3 separate regions of the Mus musculus genome follow, and all the other regions are linked to region 2. A link is a contact called in public Hi-C and HiChIP or PLAC-seq data. All regions are on one chromosome and are shown on one strand. Each heading gives the region's core, a stretch centred on a gene start, on an enhancer-like site or on the middle of the called end of the contact. The rest is flanking DNA. Distances are from core to core; before and after follow the strand shown.

Region 1 (2,934 bases), core at 45-2,544, 1.0 Mb after region 2:
GAAGCACTCTGGGTTATAATCTTCCCGGAGAGATGGATGGCCAGAGTCGGTTCCTAGGCTTTCAGGGTCCCCTAGGAGATATGGACCATATGAACAGAAGTCTGTAGAATAAGGATTAAGACTCATCAACCTTCCTTTCTCTTTCCTGGGATTTGCCATCTCCTCCCATTCAGGGTGAGGGGTGGGGCAGGAAGGCTGGGGAAGTGGGGAGAGCAGGTGGCCCTGTGGGGGCAGAAATGTGACATAAGGATCTCAGATGGTTTGGATGTTTGACCAGATCCTAGGGAGAAACTGCATGAATATATACCCACAAACCCGACATTCCATTTTTAAACTTTGGAGCCAAGTGTTCTGTAGCCAGCAGACCTTTGGAGGGTGTGTGTATGTTAAAGAAAGGCACAAGGAAAAAAACCCAAAAAGATGGTTTGTAACCCCACACACTTATTTTCCATGGAAGTCAGGAGACATGACCTGGGAACACTTCGGCAATGGCAGATTAAGATCTTCCCCTCCCCCAACAGCAAGCAGGCTTGTTTTTCCCTCTCTGCAGCCCAGGATGTCCTCTGCACCTCATCTGTAAGTTTTCAGTGCCTCGAGACCCCAGGTCTCTTTCATCCTAGTATTAACTTCAGGTGGGCTTCTAGACAGTCTTCGTAGGGTCTAAGGTGATCTGACCTCCATCTACGGCCAGGAATGGGGAAGGATTCCCAGTGTCTGATCATCCCCAGAACACGACTGCCCAGGGAGCCTACTGATGACATCCTAGCCATTGCCATCTCGAGAAAAGCTCTCTTCTTCATGGGACAGGAAAGGTGTGCGGTGTCCACCACCTGAAGAGCAACGTCTTCATTTCTTCCTCTTCCCTCCAAATAACTCCAGTTCTTCCGACCACAGTTCTTGGGCATGCTGTGACCCCTTTCAGTAAGATCCGAGCACCACATTATCTTGGAGTACTCCACCTCCCTCTAGAGAGCGCTGGCCAGTACAGGGGGCTTATCTTTTGGAAAGGGGTCTGTCGGGGAGAAGTCCCTCTGGGAGCAGCTCCACCCAAACCCCTCTTGGCTCAGAAATAGGGGCCCAAACCCCAAGTCCCACAACTCAACTCACAGAGCCTGGAGAGAAGAGTAGCCAGCAGCAGGGACCCTTGGGGGTTGGCGTCCATGTCCCTGACACCATCTCCCCCAGTACCCTAGGTTCCCTCTGAGATTGGGAGCCGCCGACACTGCTGTTTCTCCTGAATGTAACGGCAGCTCAGACTAGGACTTGGTATCTGTGTCATCCCCACTTCCCAGGTTCCCCTGCTCCTCTCTCGTTTCTATGGCAACCAGTCTGGCTACAGCTCCACAGCGTCCCCCTCCCTTTCCCAGTCCTGGGTACCACTCTGGCTAATCCACACGCCACAGCTATTTTTAGCCAAAGTCCTTCCTCCTGGACACGGAGAGTCATCTCCTCACCTCTTTATAGGGACGAAAGCAAGTGTGTGTGTGGGGGGACTGGTGTGCTCCTCATTCTGGGAAAATAGAGGCATTGGAAATAAAATATTTGATTTCAGAGGCCATCTGGGAGTTTGCAGTTCACAATCCCCAGCAGGGACCACTGGGCAAAGGTGCTGCCCTCCAGACAGCGGACAGAAGGACCAGGCCCAGCGTGACAAGGCTGCAATTTTTTTAAGAGACCTCTGATGCAGAAGGCAGCAGACAGAGAGAAAAAGGTCTGCAGAGGTAGGGGCTAGAGAAGCAGGGCCAGAGGCTCCGCCATCGTCATCACCACCACTGATATACCTGTGACCCGAAGAGGTCCCTTCACTTCTCTGAGCCATAGTGATTCTGTCTGTCTCAGAGTGTGGGCGTGGGCAAACAGCCCTCTTCTGCTGGCTTCACCTGGGATGCAGATCAAATTAGGTGATGTAAATAAAAGAGGTTTGAGATGTACTTTGCTCATAGCAAAAAGTTGAGAAAACCCTCAAATGTCCAACAGAGAGAGAGAGAAGTCTAGGCTAGCTCTTACCATCAACCCAGCAGACTTAGGGGGCTCAAACACCACATACTGGGCTAGGTAGAGGCGATTATGAAATGAACAGGTCCTTGCCCAGCAGCAGCCTATGATGCCATCAGTGGAAAGACACAGAGTTGCACAGGTCTGCTGCTACATGCTCCTACTGCTAATCCATCCAGCAGAATCTCATTTAATTTCTGTGACAATCCTGTGAGACAGTTATCCCTTTTTCTATTTATGGATGAGGAAAACAGAAAAAGTAGCCTATTGAATTCCAGAGTTGGACAGAGATTGGGGAGTCACGTGTCTTGTCACTGCCCTGGCTCTTCATTTAATGTTTTTGGGTGTTTTTTGTTTTTGTTTTTGTTTTTGTTTTTGTTTTTGTTAGGTGTTCCCCACCCCCAAGACCAGGTCTTACTGTCTAGCCCAGGTTGGCTCCACTTCCTCGGTGCTGGAAATATAGGCATGCATATTTAAAAGACTTTTTCAAAGAGTACTTTTAATTGTACAGCAAGAGAAGAGCCTGGGAAGATGGCCCAGTCAGTTAAGTGCTTGCCCTACTGATGAGGACCTGAGCTTGGGTTCTCAGCACCCGTGTAAATGCAGGATGTGGTGGCAAACACGTGGAATCCCAGCTGAGAAGGCAGAGACATGAGGATGCCCAGAGCTCACTGGCCAGTTAGCCCCAACAAACTGGTGAATTCCAGGTTTCATGAGGGACCCTGTCTGAAAAACTAAGGTGGAGAGTGATATAGGAAAACATCGACTTCAGACTTCTGTGTGTACGCACGTGTACATGCACACACATACACACAAAGATGTATACATACACACAAACACATATAAACTGAGAGAAGGCACTAAGAGTTTCCACATGCCTTCTGCCTGGCATACACAGTTTCCTCTACTCTAGACATCTCCAGTGAGAATAGTAGCTTG
Region 2 (2,876 bases), core at 24-2,523:
AAACTTTTTACACATTGTATCTTTCCACTTGGATCTGGTTGTTACCCTATACCTCTATGTAACAACTTTCTCCAAGTTTACCTAGTGACCTTCATTTCTTCCACATTCCGAACCACACATTTTAGTCCACATCTTACCTAATCGCTTACTCTTGATACTTGTAACAAGTTTCCTTGATACTTTTCTCTGTCTGGCTTCCTGTCTGTGCCTCCTCGCTGTCCTATTTTCTGCTTCCTTCCCTCATCTCACTCCTCGAATGCACACATCCTCCTCTTTAGGCCATTTTTCTCTCTTATGGCTCCAAGAATATCCAGACATGCGCAAGCACACTTTCAACTTTCTTGGTTTCAAACCACACTAATTCATATATACTTGCCTAAAAGATATCCCGCAGATCTCTTGAAACTAAAAATAACGTAACCCAGTTATTCAAGTCAGGACACTCATATTTCCTTATCCAACACATGCCTTCCTACCTACACATCGCCACTGTCTCTTCTTTAGCTTCATAATTGATCTCTCTCCCTACCCAGCTCCACTCCCCAGGGACCGAACGTCAGGCCTAACCGTGCTAAGAACGCATTCTTCTACAGTGCTCTAACATCCTTGCGGTCTTCTTCGCTTAAATTAAGTCCAAATTGGTCTCCATCTCCAGGGCTCAAGTAATCCTCCTGCCTCAGGCTTCAGGCTGGCACTAACATGCCCAGAGCTGGCAAGCTGTGATCTCTCTACAATACAAATATAACTAACTGTTCACACCTCTGTTTAGACCCTTCAAAGCCTCTTCGACTGCCCTTAGGATAAAATAAATTTGCAAGGTCTTGAGTCATAGCTCCCTATCTCAAAGCCCTTTGTATTACCTCTTCCTTTAGCCACAGCAGGCTCTCGGCAGCTCCAGAACATACTCGAGCCCATCCCACCCCCAATTCAATTCTCAGCCGTCCTTCACCCGTCAGCTGAGGCGACTTTTCCATAGGAAAATGGGAGCTCAAAAGGAAAACACTGAAGGGATGAATTCCGAGAGAGGGTGAGAAGCGCGGCTGCGAGGTTCGGGTTTCAGAACGTCAGAGTGACAGGAAGTTCAAGGCAAAGGTGAACTCCAGATCGTGACCTTTCACCTCAGTTCACCGGGCAGTCCGACCCCCGGCCGATTCCGCCCTTACGTATCATGGCTGCCAGCCCCTCTCTCCCGAGGGCCTTCGAGCCCGATACCAGCCAGCTCGGGCGCCACCAAGGCTTCCACCTTCAAATACGTTCTCTCTCCGCTTCTTAGAACCTCCCCGCCGCCGCCGTTAGGAGAACCCTGCGTTGCCAGCTTGCCCCTAAGCAAGATGGCTGCCAGTCTCCAGCCTCTCTTGCCGACGTGAAGCTACCCACTCCCCGCTTAATGCCGCTGCCAGGCTGCCCTCACCTAGTATGGCTCCTCCGCTCATGCCTCGTTATGGTCTCGAAGCCGACACTAACCGGCCAGGTTCCGGGAGGCGCTGTGCAGGATGCAGCCACCCCCGCCCGGCCCTCCCCTCCCCCACGCCCGCGGCGGCGGCGGCGGCGGCGGAGGCGGCGGCGGCTGGAGCCCGGATGCGGCTCCGTGAGGCGCAGGCCCCGGAGAGCGGCGCGGATGGATCCAACATGGCGGCGCCGAGGCTGAGCCGAGAGTGAGGCGGCGGGGCGGCCGGCCGGCGTGGGGAGGGGGAGTCGAGTGGGACGGGGCGGGGCCGGGCGGGGCCGCCAAGGGCTTGGGGAAGGAAAGTGGAAGGGGGAGGCGGTGGCGACGTCCAGCCCGGAGAACCTCCGGAGAGGGAGGTGACGGGACGCTGCGAGGTGGGGGAAGGGGAGCGGCCGAGGGGGGCGTGCAGGGGAGATGGCAACTGTGGGAGAGGGCAGGGGTCGGGGCGCAGGAGTGCGAGCCTGGGGAGGGGCGTAAACAAGGGCCCAGGCTGGCCCAGGCCAGGGGCAGTAAAGAGGCCGAGGTGGGGAGCGGGGCTGCGAGCCAGCGCTGGGGAAGGGGTAGGAGCCGGAGGGAGAGGTTGAGGGTGTGGAGGGGACGGGGGCTGGTGGCATGTGGCTGCAGGGAGGGCTGGACTCCCGTGAGCGCCGTGGTGAGGACGTGGGAGGTGGCGGGGGTTGGGGGGGGGGGTTGGATTGGACTTGAGACGTGTGCCGGAGGGAGGTTTTTCAAAGTGTTCAAATTGGAAGCGGAAGGGCCTAAGGGGAGAATTGGGGTGGAAGAGGAGAAGAGAAGCGGGGCTTGGCGGATGGAGAGAGTGGCGATGTGCCGGGGTAACGTAGAAAGTGAGAGACCCGGAGGAAAGTTTGAAAGGAAGGGGGGAAGATAGGGCAGTGGAGCTGCACGGGTGATAGAGGGTTTGGGGGTTTCCCTTTCCCCCCTGTGGAAGGGCAGCAGAGTTAAGCAGTATCAGTTGCAGCCAATTTTAATTGCCAGGCGCTTAGCTTTTAATAGGGTGGGAAGGGCAGAAAGGAATGGTCATGTGGGTTTGGAGAATTGGGGTTGAATGAGGGTTCAACCGGATTTGCTTTCCAAAACACCCGCTTGCTTCCTTGTTTTTCCTGGTTACAAATAGGGAGATTAGTAAAGCTCTTTCCTAGGTTTCTTTTTTTCTTTTCTTGCAATTAGCATTACAAGAATAGGGAAAGAGACTTTTCTGGAGCCTTATATACCAAGGTGGAGGCTCTGGAAGCCTGAGGAGGAAATAGAAGAGACAGACTGGCCTCTAGGTAACAGGCTAATTAAATATGCTTACCTTTACTGACCCTCAAGTTGTAGGAGGGGGAGGAGGTGTCAATATGCGTATTTAGGAAAAAAAACAAAAACAAAACAAAACAAAACCACCGTTTCCTACCGGAGTGTAGACGTG
Region 3 (2,759 bases), core at 237-2,736, 1.2 Mb before region 2:
ATTCAAATGGTATACAGCAATAGAGAAGAGAATTAAAAAGACGTGGATTTTTATACTAAGAACAAAAGTCTGCACTAGAAATTATGACTAAATTTGGTGTGTGCCTACAACCTAACACACCTGGATCAACATACCCAACAAACCATTATCAAACATGCCTTTATTAGAATTTAAATGCCACATTAAGGACGTCCAGTATTTCCCAATTCCACCCCCACCTCTGCTGCTATATGTCCTCAGGGTGGGTTAGTAAATCGCTTTGGGGGGTGGGGGTGGGGTGGGGGGGACACATGGAGCCAGGCAGTGGCGGTACATATCTTTAAGGTAAATGGATCTCTGAATTCTGGGCCAGCCAGGTCTACAGAGTGAGTTCCAACAACCAAAGCTACACAGAGAAACCCTGTCTCGGAAACAAACAAACAAACAAACGAAACAGGAAAAAAGAGGGGAGGGGAGGGGCTGGGGTGGGGGTGGGGAGGAATGGTACTGAGACTGACTTGAGTCCTAACCACTAACTAACAGGACAGACTATGAAGTCTTTTCCCTCAGCCAAGTGAGTCAACTAATAACGAAATGGATAAATGCTTTTGGTTTGCTGCAAACTCTTGGATCCAAGCCCAGTGAACTTCACCTCCAAGTCCTTAAACTTGTGCCTCTCATAAATGCATGATCATTACCATCGGATATCAGATCTCATAGTATGCCGATGAAGGCCAGTCAGCCTTCACACCAAACTTTTAAAAAATCTTCTAGAGCATATGTGTGCTCTCAGCCTCACCGTTCCTCCAGTCCAACTGAGGGGAAAACCCTGAAATCTGAACCTCTCTCACTATCAGTATCAAGCGAAGGCAAGCGGGTCCTGTGCTAGTCACATCCCCCATTGGGATCCACTGTCCTGGTCGGAACTATCAATTCTTACCCTCGTGGGTTCAAAACACCCCAACGCGCTTTCCCAACAGTAACAGCGATCACTTATTCCCACCGGTGAACCCCAGAAGTGGCACAACTATGCCCGGGCCCTAGCCTGAAACCCTCCTGGCTCCTCTTCCCCCAACTCAAAAACAGCGCTGACAAGCGCCGGGAACTCCATCATCACCCAAGCCTCCTCCCTCAGGTCTCCCCCAAGACCCTCCGCGCGCGCATCCCCGCCCCGCCGCGACACAGCCCACGCCTCTCCGGAGCTCCGAGCAGCGGACGCCGAGCAAGGTGCGGCAACGCGTAGCCGGGTCCCCGCGCTAGGCATGGGAGCGCGCGCGTGAAGGGGGTCCCTACCTCCCTCGACAATCCCGCGGCTCCTTCGGCTCGGCTACTCGCCCGTGTCCCGCGCCCGCCTGGAATATATACTGTCATCCGAGGGGCCGGGGCGGCGGGGCGGGCCACGAGCAGCGGCCGAGGGGAGCGCGGGCCCCGGCCACCCGGCCCCTCCCGCCGCGGTGAGTGGCTGCGGCCCAGGGGCGGAGCGGAAGCCTGCCGGCCCGACACGTCAGCGACCGAGAACAGCCAAAGGGGCGGGCACCGGCGACAGGAAGGAGGAGCCTCTTTACGTCACTCAGACTCTTGCCCAATAGGATGGCCAAGGATCCTGTCAGTCTGTGGTACCGCCCCCCACGCACTAGCAGGGGCGGGGCCGGCTACGCGCGCGGCTTCGCGGGGAGGTGAGGCCAGGCGCCACCTTAAGGACAAACTGCAGGGCGGGTCCTCTCGGTCACCCGGGGCGGATCAGAGCGCCTGGTAGGGAGCGCGGCGCTGGCAGTGAGTCTTCAAGTGACGGATTTCCGAACGCCCACGGGTGTGGTTGGGAAAGACCCGCCGGTTTCTAGGCAGAGATCCCTCCAAGGCAGGCCTGTGACCTTAAGCTAGCTGATTTTGTCTCTAATTCTCCACATACCTGTTTGCCAGTGACCCGGGCTTCCTCTGCCATTGTCTTCGGAGTCTCTTGGGTGTCGACACAGCCGGGTTGCCTTTTGCACAGCGACTAGTGAACGAAATGCAATCAAAAGGGATTAGATGACCCGAGGCCATGCAAAATGTGCCAGTCAGGGAGAACCGGCCCAGAGAGCAAGAACTTAGCTAGGAGAGGAGAGCTAAAATTCAACTGTCCTGTTACAGCATAGGCAGCAGATGTGCATGTGCAGGCTATAATCTCAGTGTTATGAAGTTGCATTTATATTTAGAGCTATTATGTTGGGTTTTTGCAGGTTTTGAAACGAGAGTCCAATTTGTTGAGATGTCAAAAGCAACTAAATTTAACATATCAGGATGTTTTCCATCAGGTGGATAGGCTTCCTCATTTTACATTTTCAGTGTTTTCTTAGTCATTCTTGCGTATTCATTTTTAATCCAGACTTTACTATCAATTTATGTCATTTAGAAATATCATTTAACAAGGGGTATCATTTGTAAATAAAAACGTAGTTGCCCATCTGTTAAGGCACCTTTGTGGCTTTGAGAGATTAGATGGATAAACAGCTTGGTGGAACAGGATCAAGGAAGGACATGATATATTATTAGCAGTATTTGCTTGGCCTTAGCCTTGCATGCTCTCTGGAATCCTGTCAGAACGCCACGTCGCCTGAGAAGCTGTAAATGGCACCCACAGTGCTGTTGATAGTGGTAGGTGTGCCTTCCTGGAGCAAGACTAACAACACGGGTGTGTTCTCTAGTTTTCATACTTCCAGCTTGGAAAGTACCGAGTCTTAAGTGAAGAATTCAGAGCCTGCCCACAATGGGGTTGCCCAGAATCTCTTGACCTTCTTTAT

Evidence for each region. A called contact is a pair of places that touch in the nucleus more often than the background predicts. HiChIP or PLAC-seq counts read pairs in DNA pulled down with a chosen protein or histone mark.
Region 1: a contact with region 2 is called in a Hi-C map of cerebellum, with 2.2 times the contacts expected there. The contact joins the promoter of Kcnj9 here to the promoter of Dedd in region 2. A contact is called at or near these places in 3 of 39 promoter capture datasets (cranial neural crest, liver and pre-B cells), 1 of 484 Hi-C or Micro-C datasets (cerebellum), 1 of 115 datasets of contacts at active chromatin or transcription factors (astrocytes) and 1 of 9 other capture datasets (liver).
Region 3: a contact with region 2 is called in a FOXA1 HiChIP or PLAC-seq map of pancreatic cancer cells. The contact joins the promoter of Uap1 here to the promoter of Dedd in region 2. A contact is called at or near these places in 1 of 39 promoter capture datasets (liver), 1 of 484 Hi-C or Micro-C datasets (cardiomyocytes) and 1 of 115 datasets of contacts at active chromatin or transcription factors (pancreatic cancer cells).

What each region holds. Positions count from the first base shown.
Region 1 is chr1:172,328,028-172,330,961 of GRCm38.p6, forward strand. Kcnj9 (potassium inwardly-rectifying channel, subfamily J, member 9) reads right to left here and starts at 1,295. Exons shown (of 4, transcript NM_008429.3): 1 at 1,108-1,295; 2 at 1-71.
Region 2 is chr1:171,327,872-171,330,747 of GRCm38.p6, forward strand. It overlaps Dedd (death effector domain-containing), which reads left to right and starts at 1,274. Exons shown (of 6, transcript NM_001128609.1): 1 at 1,274-1,655.
Region 3 is chr1:170,173,478-170,176,236 of GRCm38.p6, forward strand. Uap1 (UDP-N-acetylglucosamine pyrophosphorylase 1) reads right to left here and starts at 1,487. Exons shown (of 11, transcript NM_001305045.1): 1 at 1,273-1,487.